2 separate regions of the Sus scrofa genome follow, and region 1 is linked to region 2. Evidence: chromatin contacts called from public Hi-C data. All regions are on one chromosome and are shown on one strand. The core of a region is the stretch at or near the end of the contact, and the rest is flanking DNA. Distances in the headings are between cores, read along the strand shown. Region 1 overlaps LOC106510444 (a long non-coding RNA gene). Region 2 overlaps CA5A (carbonic anhydrase 5A, mitochondrial).

Region 1 (6,619 bases), core at 2,886-5,385, 260 kb after region 2:
GGTCACATGGGAGCTCAGAGCCCCCAGGCCCGGGGACTACACCTTCCCTCCTCCAGCTCTGCCCCAACCTTGCAGCCTCCCCCTCCTCTCGCGGCTGCGTCCTGCACCAGCTCAAGCCTGCTGTGGACATGGGCTCGCTCAGCAGCCGTTCCGCTCTGCTCAGGCGTCCCCGACTCTCCGTCCACATGTTAGACACCTTCACCCGGGGCTGAACACCTGACCTGGCCCCCGAATCAGGCAGTACCTGAAGGCGGACATACACCTGAACTTGCCCACTCACTCAAGGGCACAAGGGGAGAAATTTCCTTGTGGTGGACATCGCTCTGACCAGGGTTTTCTGACATTTGCAAAAGGATGTTTATAAAACATCTTTATTGCGATGTAATTCACATACCATGTAACATATACCCTAAAAGTGGGAATGTAAATTGGTACAACCATTATGGAGAACAATATGGAGGTTCTTTAAAAGAGTGAAAATGCTACCATGTGATCCAGGAATCCCACTCCTGGGCATTTATCGGAACAGAACTGTAATTCGAAAAGACACATGCGCTGCAGCGTTCATAGCAGCACTATTCACAATAGCCACGACACGGAAGCCACCTAGGCATCCAGCAGCGGGGGAGTGGATAAGGAGGATGTGGCCCAAGGAAACAGATCTGGCCTCTTGTGACGGTGCAGGATGGAGAGAATGGGAGAACAAGAAGGTATCCCCGTATGTGCGACTGGGTCCCTTTGCTCGACAGCAGAGATTGACAGAACGTTGTAAATCAACTGTAATAGAATCAATCAATCAATAAAAATAAATACCCTATTACTCTGTAATAACCCATGTGGGAAAAGAATGGATATGTGTGGGGTTCCCATTGTGGCTCAGTGGTGAACAAATCCGACTAGCAACCATGAGGATATGGGTTTGAACCCACCTTGCTTAGTGGGTTAAGCATCCGGCGTTGCTGTGAGCAGCCGTGTAGGTCGCAGACGTGGTTCAGATCCTGCGTTGCTGTGGCTGGGGTGTAGGCCGGCAGCTACAGCTCTGATTCGACCCCTGGCCTGGGAACCTCCATATGCCGCCAGTATGGCCCTAAAAAGACAAAAAAGAAAAAAGAAAGAATGGCTAGGAAATGTGTATGCGCGTAACTGGTTCTCTTCGCTGTACTCCTGAAACTAACAACAGTGTAAGTCAGGTATATTCCAATATAAAATAAAAGCAGAGTAAAAAGTAAAGTATGGAATTTAAGGGTTTGGTATAATCATAAACTTGGAAACTGTCGCTACAATGTAATTTTACCTTTTCATTGTCCCCAGAAAAAGCCCTGTTCCCACTAACAGTCACTCCTTTGCCTCCCCTCCCCCGGCCCTGGCGAGCAGTCACCTCCTTCCTGTCTGCGAGGGTGTGCCTGTCCTGGACATTCCTGTATGAATGCGACCATGCAACAGGACCCTTTGGTGACCGGCTTCTTTTCTCGCCGTCACGTCCTCAAGGCTCATCCAGGTTGTAGCGTCAGTACTCAGGCTTCTTAATGGCCAAGTAATATTCCATTATCGGCGTGGACCCCATTTGATCTGACGGACCCTTGGGCTGCTTCCGTTTTTGGCAGCTGTGAACATCTGTCTTCAGTGTTTGTGTGCAAGTATGTTCTCATTTCTCTTGGGCATAAGCCTAGGAGTGGAATTGCTAGGTCTGACGGTGACTCAATTTCACCTCTGGAGGAGCTGCCAGGCGGTGGTCAGAGCAGCCGTGCCATTTTCCTGGTGACTAGGGGTGCTGAGAATCTTTTCATGTGCTTCTTAGCCATTTGTGTGCCCGATTCTGGAGACATATGTATTCAAACCCTTGGCCGTTTTCCGAATTTGTACTCTTATTACTGAGTTGTAGGAGGGCTTGGCGTATTCTAGATACAAATCCCTTATCAGACAGCGGATCTGCAAACCCTTTCTTCCACTCTGTGGGCTGTCTTCTCACTTTCCTCGTGGTTCCATCATTTGCAGCACGAAAGGTTTTCGTTTTGGTGATGTCCTTTGCATCTGCTTTCTCTGTGTCGCTCATGCTTTTGGTGTCATTGCTAAGATCTCTGCCAACACACTGGCTTCCTTGACCTGCCCCTGCTGATGCCCTCAGAGTGTGGGAGCCTTGCCTCCCAGAGACAGATGCCCTGAGGACGGGGGCGGGGGGGTGATTTGGTTGCATCCAGGCTTCTCCCGGGTGCAGCTAACACAGACGTATTCTACAGATGAAGATTGGACTCAAGAGGCTGTTTTGTACTTTTCTCCCCACTTAGCACATGTCCTGAACATTTTTGCATTTCATTAAACTGTCTTCTACAGCCCAACTTAATGGTTGCTAGTGTTTGTCCACAGCTGTCAATAAGAGTGAATGTTTTATGTGCCTGGGGTTTATTTCCCTTTAGAGCTTTGCGACACATCCTGCTCCTGCTCTCACTGCTTTCCATATATTAACTCATTTACCATTCACAACGGCTGCATGAACAAAGTACACCGTTATGAACCCATTGTGCAGAGGTGGAAGCTGAGGCACAGAGAGGTGAAGCTATTTGCCCAAGGTCACACAGCTGCAAAGGGGCAGGGGCAGGAATCAAACCAAAGCAGTCTGGCTCCAGAGTCCACACTGCATTGAAGAGCCCTCAATGTGGGCAGAAAGGGGACGGGGACAGTGCAGGGGAATGAGGGGAGAAGGGCAAGCTTCCTTCTCTCTGGAGCTCTGAAGACAGACTGAGAGGTGTCGGGGGTACGTGGGGCAGTGCTCTCTGTGCCACCGTCACCCTGTCCCCAGACGGTTCAGAAGTCATTGTGCCCGTCTGTGTGGACGTGGGCACTTGCCAGCACCTCGGAGAATCGCTGGGAACCCACCTACTGTGGACCTACCAGAGCTGCAGGGACACCAGGCAGGGGTCCTCTTCTGCCCCCAATTCCCCACCCCCATGTTCTAGAACAAGGGCTGCCCCAGGCTGCCCGAGGCGATGCCAGCCTGAGTCTCGCAGACCAGACGTCACCCGCCAAGGGCAGCCATGGCAGCAAGAGCGGGACCTCGGGCCTCGGCTGGGGGAGCAGTCCCTGGGGCTCCGGGACTTTGCTCAGGGGCAGGAAGGAGGCAGGGAAGCATGCGCTTCAGCCTGGTTGGGGGTTGAGGTTCAAGTGCACACGAGGGTCCTACCAGGGCGGAGTCCCTGCCCCCACACCAGAGAGCAGGATGCCCAGTGACAGAGACTCACTGCATCCCACCAGGCCAGTCCCCGGTGCTGGAGACGCCCTCACCCGCCCCTCACGTGTAAGCAGCTCCACGATGGCCACACACTCAGGTGGGCTGGGGGGCTGCTGGTGGGGCGGCCTGAACTCAACCCCGAACTCGACCTCGCCATGGCGGTGTGACCCCGGACTCCTTAAAGTCTGCGAATCTCTGCGCCCTCTTCATCAGCCAGCCCCCTCCCAGGGGTACATTCAAAGACATGGAATGAATGGGACGCCCCGCACGCCTGGCCCAGGGCACCATGGTGAGGGCTGTGTTCCAAGGTCAAACGTTGCCCCGTGTGCATCTCTCATCACCTCCTCTGGATAAATTCCAAAGGAAAGACCAGCCGGTCAAAGGGCAAGTGCATTTTGCAAACCCGCGGCTGTGCCACTTTCCACGCACAGGGACGCCTGGCTCTGAGGCTGCCTGGGCGGCACTGGGCGGGGCCCGGGACTCTGCATTTCTAAGGTGGGTGATGATGATGCTCTTAGTCCAGGACCCCTCCTCCACCCCCACCCCCAGCTCCCAGCGTGGGGGTCCCCGGGCGTGTGGGTTCTCTGCCAGCCCCCCTTGGAGGAAGCCAGGTCCTCCAGGGCCGGGCAGCCACAGCCCCAGGCGGAAGGCTGGAAGGCCGCCTCGCCTGTGTCTGGTCCTGCGAGGCTCCTCCCCTTCCCGCGGAGCCTGAATCTCTGCCATTAGCTCCCAGTCCAGCCGGGCTGTTTATGCCGCAATTCCAGCAAATTCAAGCCACACAGAGAGGCCGAGAGAGAGCAGCTCTGCACCGAGGCCAGGCAGCGGGGGGCCAGCCCTGTGCCTGGAGGGCCCTTCTGAGCCTTGGCCTGTGGGCTCCTTCCCTGCAGCGGTGACGGTGCTGTGAGCGGGCGAGCAGACAGCGGGCGGAGGGAGACCCCGTCTGGACGGGAGCGTCTATGCAGCCCCACTGGGTTCCCACTTCGCCCAGCCAGCTGTGAAGCCTGGGTGCTTCTTGGGCTCGGGGATCAAACACACAAACAAACTCTACTCTCGGTAAAAGCTGGGGGGGAGGGATAAAATACTTGGAGTGTTTTGCTTTCTGTGGGAACCGCATGGAATTGCCAGTTTGGGGCTGTTGTTGCCGTCCAAGAAGGCAAGTCCACGTAGTGCAATGTAACCTCAGGGCACAGATTCAAAGCAGTTTTTCATACCCACCCATTTTCAGGATGCATGACACTGACACACAGAACACGGTCACATGTCACCCCTGCTGGCCCCAACGCTGTGTTTCACGGAATTGGAGATGCCAGGTGTGGGTCTCTGGGCCCCTCTGTCCCCGACAGCTGAGGAGCCCACCGTCAGGGCTCTGGGCACCTTCGGAGGGTCAGTGCCGCCTCCTCTCTTTCCAGTGTTTTAGGGCCGCTTCCTGGAGCCACACACCTGCGAGGACTGATGGCCAACCCGGAGAAAGTCCTCATGGCAGTGGGGCCGCCCTGCTTCTCTCTCTCACAAGATCCCAAGGGTGCACCCCAGGGATGGAGCAGCTGTGGGGTGAGAGGGGAGCCAGGACTCTGGGGGCAGGAAAGCCAACCTCTGTCTGATCCCGGGAGACAAGGGTGTTTCCGGCATCAGGGGTCCATGTGCTGTGGCCAGGCTGGAGAAATGCGGGGGGACTGTACCCCCAACCCCAAGTGAGTGTCTCACAGCCCAAGCGAGGGTCTCATGTTCACCCCCTGAGGCTGGGAGAGCAGGGCGGCCTCCTAGCTGCTCCAAAATGGCCTGGGTGCTGCTGTGGTGGGGGCGGGGCTCTGCTCTCAAGGAGCTTCCAGCAGCACCCAGTCAGCCTGCCTGCACGCAGTGGGGCGGTGAGGTTTTACAGCTGCCAGCAGCTCAACACCCACGACGGAGTCAGACTACCACACGCCGACATGCCCACCCCCAATTCCTTATCGCAGTGACACACGTGGCAGGCCTGCGTGCACACGCCTGAGCATCCGCTGCGCGTCTCCCGCATGTCAGAGCTTGGGGGGCACCGAGGGCAACAGCCCTCTCCCCAGAGCATCCTCACAGCAGCTCCACTGTCCGAACACACTCAGGCTTTCCAGTTCAGACACGTTCACCTGCGCCCGACAGCCACGCACCACCACCCAGACTCAACCCGTGCTCCTCGTCCTCGGAGGTGCTCTGGGTGCTTAGAAGAGCAAAGGCAGCGTGGCCGCCCTGCCCAGGCTCTCCCTCCCGCCCGCCCGGAGGGGACATCTGGCCGGGAGACCAGCAGCGGCCGACGTCTGTGTCACCCAGAACCTCCGTGAAGAGGACCAGGCCGTTCAAACCCTCCAGCGCTGGGCCCTTTCCTCCCACCCATGGAGCGTTTCAGGTGTGTCTCTGTTGATGCCCGCAGCTCTTGTTTATTTTAGAGTAGGAAGCGGGTTACGCCACACTGCCAGTGAAGCCAACTTGGTGAACCACCCCGCAGCCTGGTGAGCACAGGGGCTGGTCCGGGTTTCGTTCACAGGCGATGCTTTTAGGGGAAGGGGCAGAGGCGGGAGCCGGGCATCGGTCCGCAGATTCCAAATCCACGTGGCCCTCTGTTTCCTCAGCAGAAATCACACGAGGCCCAGAGCCCCGTGACACCACGCACCCTGCCGGGCAGGGCCACCCAGGCGCCGCCGCCCTTCGTGCTGGTTCAAAGGCGTGTCCGCAGATTCCCGGCCTCCTGGCCCCTCCTGGCCCCTCGAGAGGCGGACTTGACTCCCCCAGCCCTGCCTGTGGGCGGCACCCCCTCACTCCCCCTAACAAGGAGAACAGGCTGGGGTGGCGTGCCCCCACTTCTGAGACTGGGGTGCAGGAGGACTGGGGCTTCTGCCTTAGTCTGCGGGCACCTCTCTTTCTCTCTCTTGGCTCACTCACTCTGGGAGGCCAGCTGCCCTCTGCAGAGACGCACAGGGAAAGGAGGGCTCCTGCGAGCAGCCAGCGAAGACCCGGCGGCCGCAGAGTTAGCTTGGGAGAGGATCCTTCAGCCCCAGGGGACACGCTGGGTGACCACGACTGCAGCCACAGGACCTCGTGCGCGGGAACCACCCAGGCAGCAGCTCCCAGACTCCCGCCCTGCAGAGACCACAGGCTGACAGGCGTGTGCTCTTTTAAGGTCCTGAGTTCGGGGTGTTTGTGATGAAGCAGGAGACACCAGCCACACCATTAGGCACCCCTCCAGCCTTCACCCCCAGTCTCCACACATCTCTTCCCCATGGCATCCTGGCCTCAGGGAGGGCGTGTGGCCTGGAGCCCCCGACACAGCACCCAGGGCTGAGCACTGGCAGTGACTGCCTCCGCCCCCTTTCTCCCTCGCAGCCGCGACCCTGACCGCCCGACTGCAATGCTACAAAGGGCTCA
Region 2 (6,651 bases), core at 702-3,201:
GGATCTGGCATTGCCCTGAGCTGTGGTGTAGGTCGCAGATGTGGCTCGGATCCCGCGTGGCTGTGGCTCTGGCGTAGGCTGGTGGCTACAGCTCCGATTAGACCCCTAGCCTGGGAACCTCCATATGCCATGGGTGTGGCCCTAGAAAAGGCAAAAAAAAAAAATCTTTCCAATAGAAATTATTGTCTGGAAGTGATATTTGCAGCGTTCCAGAATGAGAGCCAGTAAGGAAAATTGAGTAGAGATAAAAGTCAGCAACATGGTTTTGCTAATTATGGGGTAGAAAGCGGGGCTTTATCAATGCGCCCCAATATTCTGTTATGAAATTTTTCCAACAGACAAAAAAAAAATGCAAACAACTGTATGGGGAGAACCCATGAGCCTGCCCCCGCCCCGGATCGTAGGGTTGACATTGGCCGTGTTCACTTTATCGCACCTCCCCCACCCCGCTTCCACCTGCCAGCCACCTGGCTTTTTGATGCATTTCAAGTTCTGGAATGTTTTTGTCACCGTTGTGACAGAAGTCACACTGTGGTTAAAACAAGACCAACGTCCGTCACACTAAAAAGTCAAAGTCACTGTTGTCACACAGCCAGAGGTAGCCTCTGGGGATGGGTCCTAATTAGGGAATTCCATCTATTATTATAATTGTCTGCATTTTTACAAATATGGCAAAATGAAGGAACAGGGGCTTGCAACACCCTCACTCTGAATGAACCGCGCGCCTCTTAGTAACTGAGCACCTGTACCTCGGTGTTTAAGGAGATGTTTGCGCAGGGGAGTTTGTTGCAATCTGCTAGTGCAGAAGCAGGATCAGAGCCGGGGCCCCCAGGGCCGTGTCTGAGGCCAAGGGGGCAGGGGGCAGGGGGCAGCGTCGGCCTGGCCTTGCCTCTGGCCCACTGGGCTTTGGAAGGCCAAGCCTGCTCCAGAGGGCGGCTCTGTGAAAGAGACAGCTGGGGCCAGGGCCTCGGGCCCAGCTGTCCCTGTTTCTGGAGGACCACATGGGATAGGCTGAGCTAGGGGAGGCCAGGGAGAGCCCACATCAGCCTCAGAGTCCCCGGTGGGTGTGGCCATGGAACCCAACAGCTGCTGGGAGCAGGGGGTCCCTGCGCAGAAAGGCCTCTGCCACCACTCACACGGTCGCAGGAAATGTGCGCAGACCCCCGGGCTCCTTCTAGGCTCTGAGCCAGACTCAGCAGCAGCCCACGTGCTGTCATCACACAGAAGCCAGGCGTCCTGGGTCCTGCCAGTGACCCAGGAAAGCCCGCCCCTCCCCCACCCCTTCTCCCCACTGTTCTAAATCCTCGTCATCTGGCCCGTTGCGCTTGGGTGTTTGGGCTTGGGAAAGCCACCAGAGGGGATTCAGGGCAAGCGCAGGACACAGTGACACAGGTAGGAAAAATGCCCCGGGGCCATAGTGAGTTAAATGTCATTTGTGGTTTCCCTGGAGTGTGGACACAACCACCAATCGTGCACCCGACCTGGTGACCCTTGTTCAGGGTGGACCGAGAGGCAGCAAATCAACAAGCACCCATTTCTGTCTTATAAACTGAAAGGCAGCCTCCGTTCTCTCCTGCTTTCCGGGGTTTGAGCGTTTGGCGTGAATTCACCAAGATCTTCAGGTGGGCATCTGGGGGCCGCCCGGAGCGACGCTGCCTTGTCCTCGCCGCACCATGACAGGTGTGCCTCCTTGCCCTCCTGTGTTGCAGCTGCATCTGGTTCACTGGAACGCTGTGAAATACCAGAATTACAGAGAAGCTGCAACGGGAGAACATGGCCTGGCTGTCATAGGTGTATTTTTAAAGGTAAATTCGCTGGGGTCCCACTTGCCTAGTGAGGAGAGGGGTGCGTTCTGAGAAAGACCTGCTTCGCAAGCCCAGTCCACTTAGAGTGACCTGTGCTTGTCACTCCCGTCCCCGCCTTGTCACGTGCTCTCTGCGGCCGTGCTCTGCAGCTGGGGGCCCGCCACGAGGCGCTGCAGGAGCTGCTGGAGGTCCTGCCAGACATTAAACACAAGGTAAGCTTTGCGTTTTGAGATCAGCATAACTGGAAAAGCAATATTGTTTTATGACTCCTTGGCAAAGAAGAAAAAAAAAAAAAACCAAAAAACCAAACAAACCAGTTTGGTGGAAAGAGCATTGCAGAGAGAGGCTGAAGCCCTCTCTGGAGCTGGACGCTGAGCTGGTTCCAGTCTCGTCTGGTCCTTGTGTCCCCGCTCGTGCCCGGCCCTCCCTCCTCAGTGTCATGGGGTTTGCCACGTTCAGTGGTTCAGGCAGCATCCTAAACATTTTCGCTCTGTCCACCCGCCAGGGGTCCTTTGAGTTACTTAATATTTTCCAGGAAATTCATCCACTTTTTACAAAAACCTTTAGACTTGTCCCAGGCAACAACATCCACTAGTGGGGGTGTTTGTTTTCACACCAACTGACGCAAGTTCCCAGCTACCGACCTTCAGGAACACCCACCTGCAAGCTGCCTGGCGCACTTAGGCTCGCCCTGTCCCGGAGAGCAGAGCGCGGGCGAGGGGCCTGCAGATACGCCCATTCCTGCCCAGCGCCCACCTGTCCGCCTTACTGCGCTCGGCCCCGCATGACCAGCATGGGAGCCCTTCCCCGGGACCAGCTGGGAAAGACTTTGATGGGGAAATTCCTGAAAAGCGCAGTTTATTTGTTCAGCACCAAACAAAAGAATTCCGAGAGGGAAGGAGTCTCCGAGGGTCCTTGAACGTGGGGACGGATGGCGCTCGGACCTGTCCTAACAATGGCGAGAGGGGCTCCCGATGGGAGCCGGGGGCCAGCCCTTCCGCGGCCACTTCGCAGGGCTGTTTGATCTGGGCTCTGCTGTCCCCTTGATGTTGGCCTCTGCCAGCCCCCTGGGACCAGCCCCCCCGCGGCCCCGTCTGCCCGCTCAGGAACTCGGCAGGCTCAGGGTGCTGGGGGCACATCCTGCCCCTCGCTGGTCTGCAGCCAGAGTCAACCTGCCGGGATGTTTCCCCAGTGGTGTCTGCCCCCCCGTGGGGCATGGTCGCCCGCCTTGGTGGGAAAGAAAGGAGTTTCCCTGGGGTGCTGTCTGCACAGGGGTCTGCTTGCTTCCACAGGCGGGCAAACTGTGCAAAATACAGAGGAAATGGTGTCGGCGGGACCCGTGGAGGAGACGCCTGGGCCCGGCTCTGGTCCTGACGCCCGTCCCCGAGCCTCGGTCTCCTCACCTGAAAAACAGGCGTTTCCGTCTCAAGAGAGAAAGGGGAGTTCCCGTCGTGGCACAGTGGCTCACGAATCTGACTAGGAACCATGAGGTCGCGGGTTCGATCCTTGGCCTCGCTCAGTGGGTTAAGGATCCAGCGTTGCTGTGAGCTGTGGTGTAGGTCACAGACGTGGCTCAGATCCCGTGTTGCATGGCTGTGGCGTAGGCCGGCGGCTACAGCTCCAGTTAGACCCCTAGCCTGGGAACCTCCATATGCCTTGGGTGTGGCCCTAAAAAGCAAAAAAAAACCAAAACACGAAAAAATAGAGAAAGGCCGCCCTTGGAGGGCAGGGGTCTGTGCTTCCTGGGTCAGGGTGTGGTCAGCTCTAGTCCTTGGTCATAGTCTGTGCCCCTTCCTGGGCTCCCCCAACGTCCGGGGTGACTTGAGATTTTCCGCATTACGAGTGACCCTGGGCGTTCCCTAGTGGCCTAGTGGTTAAGGATCCAGTGTGGTCACTGCCGTGCTGGGTTCAATGCCTGGCCTGGAAACTTCCGCATGCCCTGGGTGCAGCCAAAAAAAAAAAAAGTGTAATATTTTTTTGGTGCACAGTGGAAAACACTCTGGAAGTTCCTCAAAAAATTAAACATAGAATTATCATGGGATCCAGCATTTCTACGTCTGGGTATATCCTCAAAATTATTAAAAGTGAGGTCTTGAGATATTTGTACACCATGTTCATAGCAGCACTACTCACAGCCGCCAAGAGGTAAAGCAACCCAGCTGCCCTTGATAGATGATGGATAAGCAAAATGGGGTCCATCCATACCGTGGAACATTACTCAGCTCTGAAAAGGCAGGGGCGATCCTGACACCTGCTACAGCATGGCTGGAACTTGAGGACATTGTGCCAAGTGACGTTAGGCGGTCACAAAAGCCACACAGCCTGCATTATTCCACGGATGCGCGGTCCCTAGATTCACAGAAGTAGATGGTGGCTGCTGGGGGACTAGGGGAGGGGAGGGAGCGTGTGTTTAATGGGGACAGAGTTTCGGGCTGAAGTGTCTAAAAATGTGGAGGGGACGATGGTGATGATTACACGCCAGCGTGCACGTACTTACTGGCCCTGAACCGTGCCCTTAAAAATGGTTAAGATAGTCGATTTTACGTTGTGTGCGATACTTGACCTCAACCTTTAAAAGAGTGATTGTTTCACAGCCAAGCCCTACAAAAATGCAAAATTTAAGAGAAAGATTATGAGCCTGTGGTGAGCGTCCGTTCTCTGGGTGGAGGGGTCATTTCCTGTTGTCATGGTTTCCAAATCCGTGGCCACAGCCTTTATCTCAAGGACGCGCCTCCTCCAGGCCGGGAGCTAAAGCGAGCGCCCTGCCCTCCCCGGCCCCCCTGACTCCACCCGCCCCCCGCTCCCAGGACTCGCGGGCGGCCCTGGGCCCCTTCCAGCCCTCCTGCCTGCTGCCCACCTGCCGAGATTACTGGACGTACCCGGGCTCCCTGACCACGCCCCCGCTCTCCGAGTCCGTCACCTGGATCATCTATAAGAAGCCCATTGAGGTGGCTCAGGACCAGGTGAGCGCTGCCTGTGACCAGCACACAGGACCGCCTGGGGACGCCTACGCTTTGTCGGTGTCACTAAGACAGGGTGGGCCACAGCCTTGCCGAGGTTCATGCTTTGGTGCTTTTTAGATGTTCTGCATGATAGAATTTTCCAACTGCAATGGGAGCTTGCTGGGATTGGACAGAAGCGTCTGATATCATCGCTCTCTTTCTGACCCTGAGATAGTGCCACGTGAGAGCAAGTCAGACAGAGGAGGAGGACAGAGCCAAGACAGGAAGGGAGGGAAGGTGGGGCGGGGGCGGGGGCAGTTATGTGCCTCGGCTCCTAGTCTTAGCGGTCAGACTCAGCATGGCAAGCCTCCCTGGGGACAAGTGCTTGGGCCAGGCCAGGGCCTGCTCTTTGATGGACAGTGGGATCAGGCTACTTCAAAGAGCAGAAGCGACATTCTAACTGGGACCTGGGTCCTTGCCCGTGCTGGGACCTTAGCGAGCATCTGCAGGTGACCCAAATACCAAGGAAGCGATGTCGGAGATGAGGGTCTTGGCGAGATGTTCAAGACTGAGGATTGATGAGGAGAAGAGAAGATTCTAGGGTCCGTCCGTTGTCTTTGGCTGATGGGACAGTAAGAAATCGAGACTGCAGGGGGTTTTCTCTCACGCGGTGCTAGGAAGCTCTGCGACTATATACAGTGAGAGAAAATGCCGGGAGGATTGTATTCGTCACCTGTCGCTGCAAAATGCTGCGTAACAAAACACCCCCCCCCCCGAATCAATGGCTTATAAGAAGAATTTATTTTTCCTGCTGATGGGTCTTTGGGGGGTGGGAGAATCTATTTTAGGCTGTGATTGGGGGTTGGGTCAGGCCCTGGGTCTTTCATATTTCTTGGCCCTGTGGTCATCCAGGACTGCTTCTCATGGCAAATGGCAGGAAGGCAAAAGATAAGCCTCTGTCTGCTCACATCCTGTTGGCCAAAGCAAGTTACCATGGCCAGGCCAAGGCCAGCGGGGCAGGGAGGAGGTGCGGGATGGTTTGCCATGTGATGCCCGGGGCCGAATGCACCTGCGTGTGCTGAGAATTTCTGGCTGTCCCAAGGTCTGCAGTGGTTCCAAGTTTTTTTCTCTCCCTTATGTAAATATTTGACTTTTTTCTAAAACAAGTAGATACTTCGTGTATCTTTTTTTTTTTTTCATTCAAGTATCTTTTTCTCTGGAAATCTCAAGCATCTAGAGAATGTCTGTCTGTCTCGGGCAGAGTTGAGAGTGACAAGTAGGCAACTAGCAGGCTCCACTCTCCCACCTTCTACCCAGGGCAGACATTTCAAATCGATCCCAGCAGCATCCATCACCTCGGCTTCCGCTGTCTGCTCTCTGAGGGCTCAGGTGAGCTCTCAGAGGTCCTTCCAGCCTTTTGATTCTGTCAGGTGTCCTCTTATTTAAAAGTCACAGGATTTGGAGTTCCCATCGTGGTGCAGTGGTTAATGAATCCGACCAGGAACCACGAGGTTGTGGGTTCAATCCCTGGCCTCGCTCAGTGGGTGAATGATCCAGCATTGCCGTGAGCTGTGGTGTAGGTCGCAGACCAGCTCAGATCCCGCGTTGGCTATGGCTGTGGTGTAGGATGGCAACAACAGCTCCGATTTGACTCCTAGCCTGGGAACCTCCATATGCCGTGGGAGCGGCCCTGGGAAAAGCAAAAAGACAGAAAAGCAAACCAAAAAAATGAAAATAAAAATAAAAGTCACGGGGCGATGCTATTTGTTTTGAAAGGCGGAAGGCGAGAGGTCCCTACACATCTGCCCCCCTCCCCCCAAAGCAGAGCTCTTACAGATGTGGTTGGAAATGGCCCCTGTCACCTAATGCACATGTCATAAGCCCCCACTAGCTCTCAGAAGTTG

What was found. A called contact is a pair of places that touch in the nucleus more often than the background predicts.
Region 1: a Hi-C map of liver shows a contact between it and region 2, with 2.0 times the contacts expected there. The contact joins two enhancer-like sites. A contact is called at or near these places in 3 of 47 Hi-C or Micro-C datasets (liver, mesenteric adipose tissue and omental adipose tissue) and 1 of 2 datasets of contacts at active chromatin or transcription factors (alveolar macrophages).

Annotation. Positions count from the first base shown.
Region 1 is chr6:1,778,121-1,784,739 of Sscrofa11.1, forward strand. The region is part of intron 2 of LOC106510444 (a long non-coding RNA gene); the gene reads right to left. Among named protein-coding and RNA genes, the nearest start is that of JPH3, 14 kb to the left of the region's middle. Within about 2 kb of position 4,136, at least 43 of the 83 cell types and tissues checked have an H3K27ac peak or open chromatin away from gene starts, as enhancers often do. A contact at or near this core is called in liver, where this site is marked.
Region 2 is chr6:1,520,555-1,527,205 of Sscrofa11.1, forward strand. CA5A (carbonic anhydrase 5A, mitochondrial) reads left to right here. Exons shown (of 9, transcript XM_021093673.1): 6 at 1,710-1,805; 7 at 1,955-2,017; 8 at 4,613-4,768. Among named protein-coding and RNA genes, the nearest start is that of SLC7A5, 22 kb to the right of the region's middle. Within about 2 kb of position 1,952, at least 11 of the 83 cell types and tissues checked have an H3K27ac peak or open chromatin away from gene starts, as enhancers often do. A contact at or near this core is called in liver, where this site is marked.